2 separate regions of the Zea mays genome follow, and region 2 is linked to region 1. Evidence: chromatin contacts called from public Hi-C data. All regions are on one chromosome and are shown on one strand. The core of a region is the stretch at or near the end of the contact, and the rest is flanking DNA. Distances in the headings are between cores, read along the strand shown. Region 1 holds the start of LOC100193677 (Transcription initiation factor TFIID subunit 9). Region 2 overlaps LOC103639043 (exocyst complex component SEC15A).

The links. Hi-C and Micro-C count contacts between places; a contact is called where the count stands out from the background.
Region 2: a contact with region 1 is called in a Hi-C map of bundle sheath, with 2.1 times the contacts expected there. The contact joins the enhancer-like site here to the promoter of LOC100193677 in region 1. A contact is called at or near these places in 4 of 25 Hi-C or Micro-C datasets (bundle sheath, ear and leaf).

What each region holds. Positions count from the first base shown.
Region 1 is chr9:128,467,242-128,472,218 of Zm-B73-REFERENCE-NAM-5.0, forward strand. LOC100193677 (Transcription initiation factor TFIID subunit 9) reads left to right here and starts at 2,370. Exons shown (of 2, transcript NM_001348774.1): 1 at 2,370-2,842. The coding sequence starts at 2,531. TRNAS-GCU (transfer RNA serine (anticodon GCU)) reads right to left here and starts at 2,377; the gene lies at 2,296-2,377.
Region 2 is chr9:128,544,641-128,549,617 of Zm-B73-REFERENCE-NAM-5.0, forward strand. It overlaps LOC103639043 (exocyst complex component SEC15A), which reads right to left. Exons shown (of 3, transcript XM_020544384.3): 3 at 3,032-4,977. The coding sequence ends at 3,281. Among protein-coding and RNA genes, the nearest start is that of LOC103639043, 7.4 kb to the right of the region's middle. Within about 2 kb of position 2,936, at least 12 of the 20 cell types and tissues checked have an H3K27ac peak or open chromatin away from gene starts, as enhancers often do. A contact at or near this core is called in bundle sheath and leaf, where this site is marked.

The sequences.
Region 1 (4,977 bases), core at 1,120-3,619:
GCACGCTCAGCGAGATCTGAAGACGTGGAGGGCGGAGCCAGGGCTTAGCGTAGGACTCTAGTCCTGTAGTCTTTAAGTCCACCCACGCATAAGAGACTTATGAGCCCTTCCTCCCTCTCTCGCCTGCTTGTAACCCCTGATACGAGCATCGAGAGACAAATGTGTCGGTAGCGTGAGCCGCCGAAGACTGGATGTATGGACGTTCTGTCCAAACCAGTATAAACCTTGCACCCACCGACCACACCGTCTAGAGCCCAGAACACCCACATAGAAATTTACTTGTTGGAGCGAAGGTTTGAAACACCAATAGTTGGCGTGCCATGTAGGGGGCTTGCACGTTCTTAACAAACTTTCTAGGCTCCAGATGGCCGATCGCAATGCCGATCAGATCCCTAAAGTGACGATCTACTTAGGGAAACTCAATTTCGCCCTCAACACCGAAGGGGAAAGGGTCATGGCCCCAGAAGCTTGACCCCTTCCTCCCAAGAGTCTCAACGCTACAGCGAGAGCTTGTTGTGGCCCCCATGTCATCCTCACTCTCGGGGCAATCGCCCGCTACGGGAGTCTAAACTTCGTCATCGACAACGACGGTGAGATGGTCCAGGTGCCACCCATATGACCTTCTCCACCCGAAAACCCAAACGTCGTTGCCGACGCACTCGCGCGGCCTTACCCTCACCCCGCAGGGCAAGGTGTGGAGCAGGGATCATCCTTGCCTTCCGAGGCCAACAAGATAAGGCGACAAATTGCAATCCATATGGGCCCCGACCCTTCATATGATGATTTGTGGGCCTCTTCTCGTCCTACACGAAACTTTTCGGGCGGTACAACGAGGAAAGTTTGCCTTGCCACGATGGGGTGAGGGCTCTAGGGTGAAGCCATACAGGACCCTACCTTCCAGAGAGGCCAGAAGCTTCTCTTCTTTCTTCACCGGACCGCTCATTTCCTCCTCCAAGGCCACGACGCGGGCCTCAGGAACTTCCTTTCCTTGCTCCAGGACGTGAAGGCGGGAAACCACCTTCGTACATTCAAGGCGCACAAGGGCCACCGACTCCGCGTCCCTTGTCGTCGCCTCGGCCAGGCCATTGTTAGACCTTCTGGATTGACGCAGCACGAGCACGGGCTTCGGTGGCCTCGCTCCTTGCTGCTTGCAGGTTGCCGACTGAGCGCCCCACGTCTTCTCTTGCTTGCGGAAAAATGAGATTTATCCACTGTAAATGGAAAGGTAGAGAGGTGAATCGTTAGAAGATGGAATGTTTCTCGCGCCGACCACCTATGAGCGGCTTGTCGCCACCGCCAGCTTCTGGCGCATGACGAAGAGCTAACAAAGGTCGTCCTGCAATGACTTCTCGGTTCTGTCGCTCGCTTCGTTTAGCTCCTCGCGAAGGGACTAGAGGTCGACACCCTCGACGGGATTATCCAAAATAAACTAGGCACCTAATTAGCCGTCCGGAGCTCCCCACTATAGGGGACGTACGTTGGTTTTCCTAGCACCATGACCGTCGCGGGGGCAGGACCCCCACTCCCTCCATCATGTGGCGCGAGGGTTTAGGAGATATATCTTGACAACACTGGAGTTTTCTTCTCTTTTACTTTAATTTTCTTCATTCATATCTTTTTCTTCCCCATCTCTACCCCACCTTTAGGCCTAGTTTGGATACTTTGGGATTAGAGTGTTTTGAAGGGATTGGAGAGGGTATAAATCTCCAATAGATCAAATACTCTCTCAATACATCTCAATACATTATAATCTCACTCATTACTAGAGTACCCAAATTAGACCTTATTTGCATAACACTTTTTCTTTTTCTTTCTTTAATATGGCGCTAGCTGATGGTTGAGTTAGCTTTCATGTTGTCGGAAAATCTGCTGACGCGAAGTTCAAAACTCATCCTCTATTTTTTTTTACCAAAAGACAATAACTCCCTCCTTTATAAATCATATACACATCATTTGGCTTTGGCTGAAGTAAAACTTATCTAACTTTGACTAAGCATATATAGTAGAAAAATACACAGACATTTCGCTAGATCCACCACAAAATATGCATTGATAATGATTTTGTTCAATATTATACATTTATTCGTTTTTCCCTAAAAATGTTCAAAATTGCATAGATTTGGCATAGACCAAGCTCACATGAACAAGTGACCTATAATTTGGAAGATGGGAAGCAGTAAAAAAAAACACAACCATATCTAACGTTATTCGTTCATTGAGCTTGTTCTACTATACTATGCACCCGTCCTCCATTTTTATTGCTTTTCCAAAAAAATAGAAATACAAAAAAAAATGCGACGCCTGAGAGATTCGAACTCTCGCGGGGAAACCCCATGTACTTAGCAGGCACACGCCTTAACCACTCGGCCAAAGCGTCGCTTCGTGCTAGTATGCGAAAACTTGTGTTATTTAACTTTAATTGGAAAACCATCTCTTTGTCCAACGCCGACTCCCTGAGCCACTGACACGGTGACGCCACACTCACGAACGGCGAAACCCCACCAGGCCACCACGCACAACCGCTCCAACCATGGACGCCGGCGCCGCGCGTCCATCGGCACCGTCGACCGCCGCAGTCGCGGGGGCCTCCGTCGCGGACGAGCCCCGGGACGCGCGGGTGGTGCGGGAGCTCCTGCGCTCCATGGGTCTCCGCGAGGGCGAGTACGAGCCCCGCGTCGTGCACCAGTTCCTGGACCTGGCCTACCGATACGTCGGAGACGTGCTCGGGGACGCCCAGGTCTACGCCGACCACGCCGGGAAGGCTCAGATCGACGCCGACGACGTTCGCCTCGCCATCCAGGCCAAGGTCAATTTCTCCTTCTCCCAGCCGCCGCCGCGCGAGGTACCAATCCTACCCTCTTTGCTCTTAAATTTCGTCAAATTCAGTCTAATCGTTGCTTTCTCCCTGGGATGTGTTATACGATCGAGTCCACGAACCCTAGTTATTGTGTTGCTTGTGTAGTCCAAACTTGGTTTTGAATTAGTTTTGGTTTTGCTGGATTAGTTGGCCGAGAACCTGGGATTTCGTTACCATTTTTTGTTAATAATACTAATAAGTGTTTTCCTCACATAGTCACATCTCTCTAGTCACGAAGTTCTGAATATTGAAGAAGATGAGGATATTAATGAAGATGTTAACCGTACAATCAAAGTATGATGGAGGAAACATGATGCCAAGCATCTGATGTTCTAGGTTATATGTGATAGGAGGATACCCTAGAAGCTAAAAATCAAATCTTATAGGACGGCGATTAGACCTGCCATGTTGTATGATGCAGAGTGTTCGCCTACGAAAAGACACCAGATAAGTGTTTATGTTGCATTGGTTCTGTGGTCATATAAAAAGGGACTGAGTTCGGAATGAATTGATCTAGGGTAATATCAATTGAATAAAAACTTGTCCAATAGTGATTGAGATGGTTTGGATATGTCCAACGGAGACCTTTAGAGGCACCAATGCATATTAAGATCCTAAGCACGATAGTAATGGGGAAGAGAGGTAGGGAAGATTGAAGTTAACATGGGAAAAGAAAGTAAAATGAGACTTGAAAGGATGGAATATATGCAAAGATTTAGCCTTGAATAGGAGCGAATGAAAAACAGTTATCCACATACATGAAGCTTGGTTTGTGGCTTCTGTTGGGTTTTAACTATAACCTACCCCAACTTGTTCAGGACTAAAAGGCTTTGTTGTTGTTGTTGTTGTCTCTAGTCAAGAAGTAGTATATATTCTATTTAGTTTTTGGGTGATATGTATTTTAAATTTATTAATTAGTCCCCGCTCAATCCCATTGATAGAGATGTGGAAATGTCGACTTACAGCATAGGTTCAGATAGTATGTTCAGAAGGAGGACAAATACTAAATGTCATATTGATAGGAGACAATAACATCATAATCCAAAACATATAAGGCTATCCGCAACCGTTACCCCTAAATTTTTCCCCATATATCACTTTTCCCCCCTATTTTTCTCCTTATTTTTTCATCTCCCGCAGCGGTTCCCCCTAAATACTCCCCTATACCCCACTACAACTATAAAATATCATTTTCTATATCAACTATCAATTTTTTATCTACTAACAATTACTCGTGGACCCACAACACAGTGTTTAGGGTGATGAACAGTGACACGCTAGATCTGGGGGGAGAGAGAAGAGGGCCGACGCGTAGGGGGCGTTGTAGGGGGCACCGTTGCGGCCGTGGGGTGCCCCCTACAGCCGGCATGCAAGTGGAGGGGGATGGCTAGCGATTACCGCTGCGCACAGCCTAATAACTGGCACTGTTTAAAAGGCATCGCCTAGGCGTCCAGGCGGTGGTCCAACGCCTTGTTTCGCCATACCGCTTTAAAAACCATGATAACCGGTAAGAGAATATTCAGAATTCTAAACGACCACTACTATAAAAATTTATGTGTTGTAATAAATTCTTTTATGAATGATATAATGAAGTTTCTAAAGCTGCTTCTTTATCTATTCTAAAATGGTGCTTGTCATCCCTGTGCTGCCTAGCAGAATGGTGACTTTTTATTCCTATGCCTATAACAATTTTAATTATTAAAAGAACTTTGCCCATAATGTCTAGGAACTACCTTTCAAATGGGAAAATTACAGCTATTGCTTCGTTTTCTACATAAGTTTAAAATGGTTCAGCTAAAGATGGATAGCCTATACTATACCTAATAAAATTTGAAGGTACCCACCTGGTTGCATTCTGAAATTATAGATGATTAGATGTAGATAATGCTTGATTGATACTTGTAGGATTGAGTACTCTGTTGCATTAGGCTATTATATTTTCTTTCTCTTAGAGACAATTTTGACCTTTAGGGAATAGTCTATATATTTGGAAGAGTTCTCGTCAGATGCAAAGAAATAAAAGTAGGAAACATCAACCAAAAGCTGAACCAGCAACCAAAACGTCCTTTTTGCCGTCCAATTTAGCGAACACGACTACATAACTTTTGTCTGTTTATAAA
Region 2 (4,977 bases), core at 1,686-4,185, 78 kb after region 1:
TTTCGCCTTTGCTTCTTGGATCAGCTGCTCCTGGCGCTCCTCGAACAGGAGCTGTTCTTCAGCCGGCAAGGCTTCCCATGTCGGTGTGATGATATTGCTGGTGGAAACCTCAGAGCTATCCTTTGAACCAGCCATTGAGGGCTGATTTGATAGGTCTATATGTGTTGTCCCCAGCGGAGTCGCCAAAAAGCATGTTGACGCCTTTTCGGAGCGCCAAATACTCAAGAAGAACCAGCGGCGGTGCTCTCTGGTCAGGCGCGGACGGTCCGCGGCACAGAGCCGGACGGTCCGCGACCTGGCGCGAGGCGGCGGTGCTCTCTGGTCAGGCGCGGACGGTCCACGGCCTAGGGCCGGACGGTCCGCGACCTGGTGCAGGAGCTTGGGTCCTCTGCCTGACGGCCGGACGGTCCGCGCCCTGAGGCCGGACGGTCCGCGCGTGCGCAGGGGCGGCGGAAGTCGCCGGCGGCGGCCTGGATCTCGCTCCCGGGAGGGACCCCGTCGGGGAGGAGAGATCCTAGGGGTTGTCTAGGCTCGGGCCGGCCGACCTAGACTCTTCCAATCGGCGTAGAGTCGAAGAGAGGCGAAGAATTTGGGGATTGAGAGGCTAAACCTAAACTAGACTAGAACTACTACTAGGATAAAATGCGAATAAAAGTTGTATTGATTCGATTGTTGATCACAAATCGGCCGTATACCTCTCTATTTATAGAGGAGGGGGGCTGGACCCTTTACAAACTAATTTCCAAGCTTATCCCATGATTTTAGCTAACAACCGTAGCATAAAACTCGGAACACTAATCTGTTCTGCGCACGCGCGGACCGTCCGGCCCACAGACGCGGACCGTCCGGCCTCAAATTGGTGCTCAACACATTCTATTCGTTTCTCTCTGTATATTATTTATTCTTGTTGATTACGTACCAATATGTTTCCCGAGACCCAGAAATAAAACACAATGCACCGTTTGGAGGTGTGACTTGCAAGATTATTGAAACTTTCTGCTTTCTTCTGAACAATAATTTTGGAGTCATCACAAGAGCTCACATTCGACATCTGGAAAAAAAATTTAAAAAAAAAACAATGTGTGCGCGCGTTTAAAGAAGTGTTCTCAAAGAACTCTTGTTGTTTTCCCTGAAAGGCCACGGCCGGACTCTTTCGGTGTTTGCGAAAGGTAACTGCTGGCCGATTGGTTCCTGCCATGGCATAAGCAAGCACAAATATCAGCAAGCCGGACAATTTTTTCGCTTTCTGGAATGCTTATTATTACAGCTCCTCCACTAGCACCTATTCAATTGTGAAGCAAACTGTGCGGATGGTGACGGTAAAATTTGACATGCGAGATGCACACAAGCGGTAACTATTGAGACGGCAGTATGTCTTTTATATTGCTCCGTCTTAACTCCAATTCCTTTTCTTATCGATCGCCCTCTCAAGTTTCTCATTGAGTTCGTGTTTATTAAGTAAAACAAAATACTGAACTCTTATATTTCAATTAAGACGGGAAAGGGAGTTTTCTTTAAGACAAAAAAAAAACATACGGTTTACATAGCAGCGAAGTGGGAAAAGGCCTAGAGACACGTCACGCACAGGCTGAAAGCTGAACACAACTGAATTAAAGCAACGAAGCAAACAAATTGATAATCGTTTTCGCAGCTTTCACTGTCTTGGTTCGCCTCTTCGTTTCATTATTCCCACTTGGAGCATTGGAGGTTGTTGACCTATTATTACTCTTTCTTCCGTACCAAACAAATTGTATTTTATCGTCTCCTGTTTGTATCAAGAGTAACAAACCTGTGTTGTCTACCTCAGGTCCAGACTCCAGACTATCTACTGAACCCAGTCTCCATATGCATGCTACCCAAATCCTCCAAGGGGATCGGAGAGGAAACTTAATTTGGAGCCGCAGTAAGAAATAACGCATGCAATCCAGTAGCAAAAATGCATGATTCGTCGAACTTGGACGCGATTATGGCACCGCGATTAAACAAAACGTACCACGTCGTGTATGAAAGCCACACAAACAGTTTTCATGTCTACATGTTGCGCTGGGCGAATGCAAGGTTGGCTGGCAGGCACACAAGCAACAGCCTAAACTATTCGAGATTCTCTTGCGGTGAGTGACGTAGCGGGGCCAGGAATATACCCTCGTCAAATCCCTTGTGCCTTTGTAAATAAAAATGGAATTTTGGTTTCGGGGCAGCAATACTATAGCTTTTATGCGTAATTGACGATGTGGACATGTGCCCTTTTTTGTTTGTAGGGCGTATTCTGCAGGTACCAGAACGAGGAAAGAGATCCCATTTTCTTTCATCTCTTTCTTTCTTTTTTTTGTCTTTTGAAACGGGCAAAAATAAGATAGTACTACCCTTCCCTCGTCGATTGAATCTGGATTAAAAAAACAAAAACCCTGCAAGTCGCACCGTTTTGTCATTTGTGGTGAAGTGTAGTACAGCCTCCCCTGCTGCAAGTACAGAAGCTGGATCACAAGAAGCTTGTACTTGATGAGAAACCAGAGAACCAGAAGCACGTCCAATGGAAGGGGGAAAAAAGTCTCCAAGGCAGACACCGCTCACAGATGGATCGGAGTTTAATATTTCCCCAGCTTCACATCATATCATATGTGTTTCTTGTTGGAATTGTGGCAGGTAGGTAGCTGTCCTCAGAAAGCACTGCAGTTCTTCTCTCCCTTCTTGCAGAGAGCAGCGATGCCGGTTGCTTTCTCGACCAGAGACATCGTGTTGGCATCACAGCAGGGATAGGGTTAGCTGCCCTGCCCCATGAAACCGACAGAAAACCATAAGCAACGAGGTGCTGATGGCAGAGCTAGCGAGAGAGAGAGAGAAAGCGATCAATGATTCGCTAATGGCCTAATGACCAAGGACGGAGTAGTGATGTTGCCTATACCTCGAGTCAGCAGTCAGCACTGATGCGCCATCGTAAGCAGCATAGCGTCGAGAGACGTCGCTGTCGGATATGCTGCCGTCTTCCCTCCCCTCTCACGCCCAGGTCACTGTCTTAAGCAAATTGGAGGGCTAGCTCTGAATAGCTTATTAGCCAAGTCTGCATAAACAATCAAGCCACCCGGCCAGTGGAACGGAAGCACGAAGCAGCGGCAGCCTGAATAGCTTATTGGCATCTTCTCTCTCTAGCTTCATGTGGTCTCACTCTCACAGACAAATCGACACTTCACCTACAAAGACAAATCGACCTACCTAGAAAAGTAGTCGAGGAAGTTGAAATCTAAAAGATAGATACTATATGCTAGTGCCAGCAATTTATTCCTTAGCTAAAATCCTTAAGCCTTCTCTTCAAGACGTCCATAGATTTCTTACGGGCACTCTGCTGGGGGGTGTTCCGGTTTGAAAGGCTTCCGAACAGACTGTCTGCAGAGTCCTTGTACTTCTCACAAATGATGGCCAGCTTCTTGTAGTCCAGAGACCCGTAGTTCCTCTGCCTGATCACCGGGTTCATGAAGTTCTCAGGCTGGCTGCTGAGCAGGAGATTCGTGAGCTGCCTGATCTCAACCAAACAGTCCCTGAAAGTCGTCTCCTTGCCCAGATCTGACAGCCCCGTGCTGTCGAACTTGTCGTCCGCGAATGCTTCCAGCGTCTTCAGGTCAATATCGATCCCTAAGACCGCGTTGACGGTGAACCTCTTCACGCCGTCGTTCAGGAGCGTGGTCATTATGGAGTCCGAGATGTGGCTCATGGCACCAGAAACCACCTTGTACAGAGCTTCCAGAGGCAGGATCTCCTGCGCCGTCGACACCAGCGTTTCGAGGTAGATCAGGACCTCGTTCATGTAGTCGTTCGCGTTGTCGGGGGCTTCCTCCGCTATCCAGTTCACCTCTTCCAGGAGCACCATGAACTCGTCGACCTTGAAATTGGTCAGGTTTATCAGCGCGTTGTACACCGCGTTCTGCGAGGCCTTGAGGACCGCTCGAGCAGTCAGGCCGGAATGGGACCTCTCGGCGACACGCTTCGGGATGCCGCACAGCTGGGCGGAGTGCAGCAGGTACATGCCGCATGCTTGCTCAAGGACCGATATGTTTCCAGCGAGCTGCATCATCTGCGACATGCCCAGGGAACGAGCGTATATCATGTTCAGAAGGCTGTCGTTCAGCACCTCGATCAGCAGCCGGTCTAGGTATGCTTTCACCACATCGTAGATGTTCATGAGACCGCCGTATGACAAGTAGCTGACGGAATCCTCGATGAAGGACCGGACGATGCGGCAGACATCTGGAACGGAAGAGGAGAAGGATGTCACGTATGGGAAATCAGGGATCGCATCATCGTGTTCCAGATGAAACGCTGTCACATTCATGCTGTACTCGTATTCCTTCTTTATAACCATCTGCTCGTACGAGTCATTAGTAAGGACGTCGTCTATCTGCTTCCGGCAATCAAGAAGCAGCAGCTGGTGGTATTTGTCCCTACTCTTCTCCAGAACTTCAATCAGCTGTGTGATTCGATAGCCGTACTTGTTCACAGCTGCGCCTAGAAGAGTGACATAGTCTTTTATGAGAAGCAAGTGGCTGGCTGTACGCATGCGAGAGAACTGTTCCTCCAGTATAGACGTTATCTTGCCAATAGCTGTCTCCCATGTTGTTTCCACCTGACTCTCCAACAGCAATCCATCTGCGGTTCGAAGAACACGTTCTTCGACTATAAAGAACCCAGCTACCTGGGCAAGGAAGGGTTGATGGGACTCCAAGAAGGGCTGCGAAGTGGAGATCTGCATGTCCAAGTTGAGTTGCATGAGCCTGTTCTTGTAGTAATAGTCTCTGAACTTGTCCTCCATCCCAAGACATGTGTGCATGTGGTGCGCCCGATAAACCGGTGTGAGATCAAAATGTAGCGCCGATTCCTCTTCCGTGTTCTCCAGGTCCAAGGCATACAGATGCTCATCTGGTCCAGCATGGCTATGCCCTTCGGCTTCCCTCTGCCGGGCACGCATCTCCTCGCCCTTTTGGCGAG